2 separate regions of the Gossypium hirsutum genome follow, and region 1 is linked to region 2. A link is a contact called in public Hi-C data. All regions are on one chromosome and are shown on one strand. Each heading gives the region's core, a stretch centred on a gene start, on an enhancer-like site or on the middle of the called end of the contact. The rest is flanking DNA. Distances are from core to core; before and after follow the strand shown.

Region 1 (3,025 bases), core at 282-2,781, 130 kb before region 2:
TATCCTCCTGATATGGTGAGGCATCTTACATTTTTCCTTCTGTGTTTTTGATTTGGGAGAGGTGTTGACTGGATAGATTGAAGGTTCAGTTTACTGACTATTATATTATAACAATTATGATACCAATGTAATTATCCCTTCTGTAATCTGATTGGCAGTAAATCTGGCATTGGGAAGGGAATGTTGGTTGAAGAGCAAAAGAAGCTGAAACAACATTTGAAGGCTCTAAAGATGGAGGACATATCTTCGTTTATGGAATCTCTTCCTTCCAACTTTCTCATAATATTGCGGACAGAGTATGATAAATTCAGTAGCCTATTTGGAGTTCAATAGCTCCTAATCTCATTTTGGTCTTTCCTGTTTTAGTGAATTACTGAGATCTACAGTAAGCAAGCTTGGTGCTTCAAAATGGGTGAGGTTGCTAACCTATGGAAAATATGCCTCACTTGGTCTCTCTCCGAAGTCGAATCCATGCTCTGGTAAACATTGCTTCTAAACCCTTTTTTTTTCCTTTAATTTTATTCTAAAGCAGTTGTTATCTGGCCAAGCCAGGGAGAGCTTCTAATGGATGCATCTGTTGTTGTGTCTGTACATTTATGAGTGTATAGTAAGAAAGAGATTTTTATATTCACGAGCCGTTAACGTCGGTATTCTTGGAAGGCTCTGATTTTGTGGTTGCATATTTTGTTTTAATTTACAATTTAAGGAATCGTGTGTTCAGGTTTGACATCATTCGCCCTATATACCAGATTGATAGGAAATATAGAATACATTCTTCTAAGGCTTACTATAGGTAAGGGTTTTTCTTCTCCTAAGTTCTGATATGTAGGTATGTCAGGTAATAAAAAAAAGGGTACCTGAATGATTGGAACATTTTAACATTTTCAGGGGTAATGAATCTGGTTTTGTGGATGGAGAAGCTGAAGCGATGTCTGAATAAGTTTTATGGAAAGATGAGTGCTGCTGGAAAAGGTATGTCGACACTGTTCTTCAACATCTACTTCAAAATGTAGATTCTTTTTTCTTTCTTTTTTGTCTTATGTACTTCGTTTTTTACTCTAAGTAAATTTTGAGCAGAAGCCATAAGTAGATAAAGCTTCCTAAGGCTCGAGGAGCACTGTATTGTAGTTTGATATTGGCTTCTATTGTACAACTACAAAATTACTCTGAATCTGAAGAATTGTAAGAACAAGAATATTACTCAAACTTGGTCTATGAAATTATTTTAAGTACCATTGACTGGGTATGGATTTTGAGTTCAAGCATTTGCAAATTTACTACAATCTTTTTACGTCAGAAAAAAAACACAAACTTAGATAAGAATTTAAAATCTAGTTTTATATATATAGATTTATATATAAAAGCATTCATTTGGAAATATTTTTAATCACGGAAAATTTTTATCATTCATTATTGTTATATCCAGGCCAAATGGGCTAAGGCCTGTAGCGAGGCCCAAAAGAGCTCAAGTTCCAACTGGTACAAAGATCACACGAGCTTAGGCTTTATAAAGTACAAAACTTAAATGCTAACAAGAACAATGTCACGTGGCACGTAGAGGAATCATCTCTAGCTTTTACCCTACTCAAAAGCTATGCATAGTGTGACTTGTCAACATTTCTAACAAATAAGAAACATTGCATTAGCTAAAAGACTAGATAAGACTAGATTTGGGCAATTAAGGGGCAACTTAAAGCTTTATTACATATGTTAAAATTTAACTTAATTTTAGCTTTGACCACGTATATATTTGGATCCAGTCCAACCACTTACGATCCTTGTTATTCGGTAGCAAGTTTTAGCCCAAATCCTATCTAATGACAACAAGTTCTGGGACAACTAATCCGTTAAAAATGTCAACTTCAACTCATCGGTGTGTTTTCTCTAAGATACCACCAGTTTGTTTTACTAATCAGTTACCATTGGATAATGCCAAAATCTTTTGAGCATTGGTCCTTCGCAACCACTTCTACCATTAACGACGATTGTAACACCCCCTTACCAAGTAAGAAATGCTACATTTCCATACCAAACACATCACTCATGTTCCACTCATCTTTTAGACTTATTTGAAGCTATTTAAGGCTTCTTCAATAATTTCTAAACTTAATATGTAATCCGATTGCAATCAGAGATCATTCAGGGACCCCTCGATGTAAAAAACAACATAAATTAAGAAAATAAGGTAGAGGTATCGATGCATGCCCCAATTTATCGATACCTTGACCTTGATACTATTCATTTTTACATTTTGTTTGAGCTTTATCGATACAAGTCCTCTAAGTATCAAAATTTGGGTGTATGGAAGCTAAAATCAAGCTTAAAAACACCTCAAAAAATGTCATAACTTACTCCAATTAATGCCAATCATTCTCAATCATTCTTTGACCTTAAAATACTCCTAATTATCTTTGTAAACTGTCATGCAATTCATCTATTAGAGTTGCATGACCCAAGTTCTTGTTAAAAAAAATAATGGCAAAATAGGGGGATCTGTGGGGGCAAAGGTCAAGGGCCGCAACCGCTGCAGATCCCTATTAAGTATAAAACTGGACTGGGGTCGCAACCAGGGGTGTGCCCCCACAATACAGTACAAGCTGTACAAGTGGAATTCGTATAGAAGTACACTTATTCTATTTGATATTGATTAGAATAAGGTGTTTCAACCTCACTACATTGCTTCTATTTGACATTGATTATAATAAGGTTTTTCAACCTATAAATAGATGCAATCTAAACTTCTCTTGTATCATTCAAATTCGACATTAGTGAATTTTCTTCTCCTCTGCCCGTGATTTTTTTCCCGAAAGGATTTCCATGTAAAATTTGTGTGTTCTTATTTTTCTTTCTTTTTTCTTTGCAATCGTTTTATATTGTCATTGTCGACGTTCAACTTTTACATCATCCATATTCAATCTCCATCTAATGTGCCACAAAGGTTCAAAACATCTCCATTTAAACAAAACTCAACTTTGTGCCAATGCCCTAACTATCACTTTCCTACTTATCGGATACCTAGGTACAT
Region 2 (3,115 bases), core at 481-2,980:
TACTGGTATTTTAAAAGTAAAATGACTAAAATACCCTCGAATATTGTAACTTATTTTAATTATAGAATGACGTTTCTCTAATTCTTCTAACTGAGTTGGCGTTTGATTGACTCGTGACACCAACTCAGTCAGAAACTTATAATAGTATAGGTGTATAATTGATAGAGGTAATAAAGTGTGCATAATAAAAACTAAAGTCTATAAAATATTAAAATAAAACTTTAGTTGAGTTGTAAATTAATAGTTTTACTAACGCAATTGGTTTCGATTCAAATATCATTATATGAATATATTTTTATTCTTTTTTAAATAAAAATTAAAAATATCCTCAAATAATATAACTTAATTTAATTATGAAATAGCGTTTTCATAATTTTCTTAACCGTGTTGATATCTCGATTGAAAATGACATAAATTTAATAAAATATTTAATAAATAGTATAGATTTGATTTGATAAAGAGTAGAGGTGCTCATGGGCCAGGTTCGGGCCGGGCCCATAAAAAATTTCGGCCCGGGTCCTAGGCCCGAGCCCGGCCCGGCCCGAAATATGGGCCTAAGATTTTGCCCATGCCCGGCCCGAGAAAAAAATCATAAGCCCGAGCCTGGCCCAGCCCGGCCCATTTTTATTTTAAAAATTTTAAAAAATTAAAAAAATATTTTAAAAATAAAAAAATTAAAAAAAAGTATTTTAAAAATATTTTAAAATTTAAAAATTAAAAAATATATTTTAAAAAGATTTTAAAATTAAAAAAAATTAAAAAAGTATGTAAAAATATTTTAAAATTAAAAAAATAAATATATTTATTATATCGGGTCGGGCCGGGCCCAGATCGAAAAAGTGGTGCCCGAGGCCCGACCCGTTTTTTAAATAGGTCTCGTTTTTTTGCCCAAGCCCATATTTCAGGCCTATATTTTTACCCAAACCCTCTCATATTTCGGGCGGGCCGCCCGGCCCATGATCACCTCTAATAAAGAGGTGGTTATCCCATTTAAATAAAACTTCGGCAAAGCCATATTTCATCCAAAACGCTCCGTATATTATTATTATTGAAATTTGAAGAGGAATTGAGATGAATCAATGCTTGCTTTTCCAGTTTCCAGGGATGAATTTCATAGCTCTAATTGGTGGGGTTATTTTGGAGCTACACAAACTAGAGGGGGCAAGTGGCAACACCTTTGTCGTGGATCGGTGGGTTACACTTGCAACACATGGGCCGAGCCCTACCTCGGCATGCCACATCCTTGTTTGGTTCCGTATTGAAGTTGGTTGGTTCCTACGTCAAAACAAACACTCGCTTTCCCTTCTGACAGATACGTCGATGATATCATATTTTCATTTATTTTTTCTTGGTCTAATTTTGCTATCAATTTCAAAATTTTAGCCCCTATTTGTGTTCAGAAATTGAATCCTTGATTTAGAAATTTAGGACCAAATTCTAATTGCGGAGGTTTTTGATCGCTTGACAAATTTTAAATATATATTTATTTATTTTGTTAAGATGTGTTTGGTCACTTACAAAAATTATAATATCAATTAAAAATATTAAATAATCTTGACTTATCCAGAAGTTAAATTAAAATGAGTTTACTTTTAATATATAAAAACAATTCCCTAACAAAAAGAAATATTTTTTTTAATTGGTATTGTGGATGGAATAGAAGAATTTTTATTCTTTTGCTATAAGTATTGAAGATCCTCTCAGTACCCACGTAGAGTCTCGATAATATATTACCGTGTAAGAACTTTTTTTTATGCATTTGACTATAATATAGTACTTTTGCCATAAAATATGATAAGATAATTACGTGCCAATCATAAAACAAATTGGAGAGCAATTAACTAAATTATTCCAAAATAACTCAAAGTTAAAAATTATTTAAAGTCAATTGAGTTTTAGTTCGATTGGTATTGATATTATTATTAGGGTAGAAAAATATGGGTTTGAGCATATTGAAACATGTTTTGTCTTCTTATTTAGGCTGAGAAGATGTTATGAGTACTTTTAAGTATTATACCTTCCTTGTGACACATGTTTCAATCACCTTTTATTTATTTTTTAATAATTATATTGATAAAGTTTCAATTTTAATCCCTATATTATGATAACATTTGAGATTTATTTTTTTTTATGTTTTAATTTGACATAATTTGGTTTTCAATTTTCACACTGACATTAATTAGTCTAAATAATTGACATCTTTAACTATTTTGATTAAATTTTGTTGTTGATTTTCTTAATAAAACTATTCTAGCTATTTTAAATTTTGGGCTAAATTTTTCTAGCCCAAACAAAAAAACCATTTGTCCAACTAAAATCCCTTAAAACCAGCCCAAACCCTTGCAATTTATTAAACCCAATCCAAGCAAAAAATAAAACAAAATAAATAAATGCAGCCCTAGTAGGCAGCAATCATACCCCTGGCCCCGAACCAAAACTTCTAATTTCTTCCGCCTTGGTTGATTCTGTTAAACATTTGAACAGCCCAAATTTATTGAATTTTCAAATTTGCTTCATCTTTCTCTTTGTTCACTCTCTATTCTTTGCACACTTTAAATACAAAAACATAAAAATAGAGTGTTTAAAAATTTCGGATTTGAGTTGTGAGAAAAAGGTTTCAAACAAAATATGAAGAAGAAAATTTGAAAACTCACGAAAAAAATCTGAAGTCAAAACTTGAAAGAAGATGGAATATGGAAATTGGTTAAACTATATCGTTAGTCACTCTAAATAGGAGTTGTTCCTATTTTGGTCCTCCCAAATTTTCTTTTTGTTAATTTGGTCACCAAAAAGAAAAGAAATTGATCAAATTGGTCACTCCATCGTTAAATAATAATGAAAGACTAATGATTCATTTGTACGAAAAACTTTCGAGATGATTAAAATAAGAACGATCCCTATTTAGAATGATTGACAGGTAGTTTATCCTAATTTTAGAGTGACTAAGGTAGAAATGTGCTATTAGTCTTCTGTTACCATTTAACAGAGTGAAATGGCTAATTTGATCAAGTTTTATTTTCGGCTGACAACATTAACAAAAAAAAATAAAATTAGAGATGACCAAAATAGTAATAACCTATATTTAAAGTCCCTAATGGAATAGTTCACCAAAAAT

The links. A called contact is a pair of places that touch in the nucleus more often than the background predicts.
Region 1: a contact with region 2 is called in a Hi-C map of leaf, with 3 times the contacts expected there. The contact joins two enhancer-like sites. A contact is called at or near these places in 8 of 34 Hi-C or Micro-C datasets (callus, hypocotyl, leaf and 1 more).

The regions. Positions count from the first base shown.
Region 1 is chrD07:38,195,052-38,198,076 of Gossypium_hirsutum_v2.1, reverse strand. LOC107954768 (aarF domain-containing protein kinase 1) reads left to right here. Exons shown (of 17, transcript XM_016890433.2): 13 at 159-296; 14 at 367-479; 15 at 722-793; 16 at 889-972; 17 at 1,078-1,235. The coding sequence ends at 1,094. Among protein-coding and RNA genes, the nearest start is that of LOC107954768, 16 kb to the left of the region's middle. Within about 2 kb of position 1,531, at least 2 of the 9 cell types and tissues checked have an H3K27ac peak or open chromatin away from gene starts, as enhancers often do. A contact at or near this core is called in leaf, where this site is marked.
Region 2 is chrD07:38,062,221-38,065,335 of Gossypium_hirsutum_v2.1, reverse strand. No RefSeq gene overlaps it. Among protein-coding and RNA genes, the nearest start is that of LOC107954770, 6.9 kb to the right of the region's middle. Within about 2 kb of position 1,730, at least 2 of the 9 cell types and tissues checked have an H3K27ac peak or open chromatin away from gene starts, as enhancers often do. A contact at or near this core is called in leaf, where this site is marked.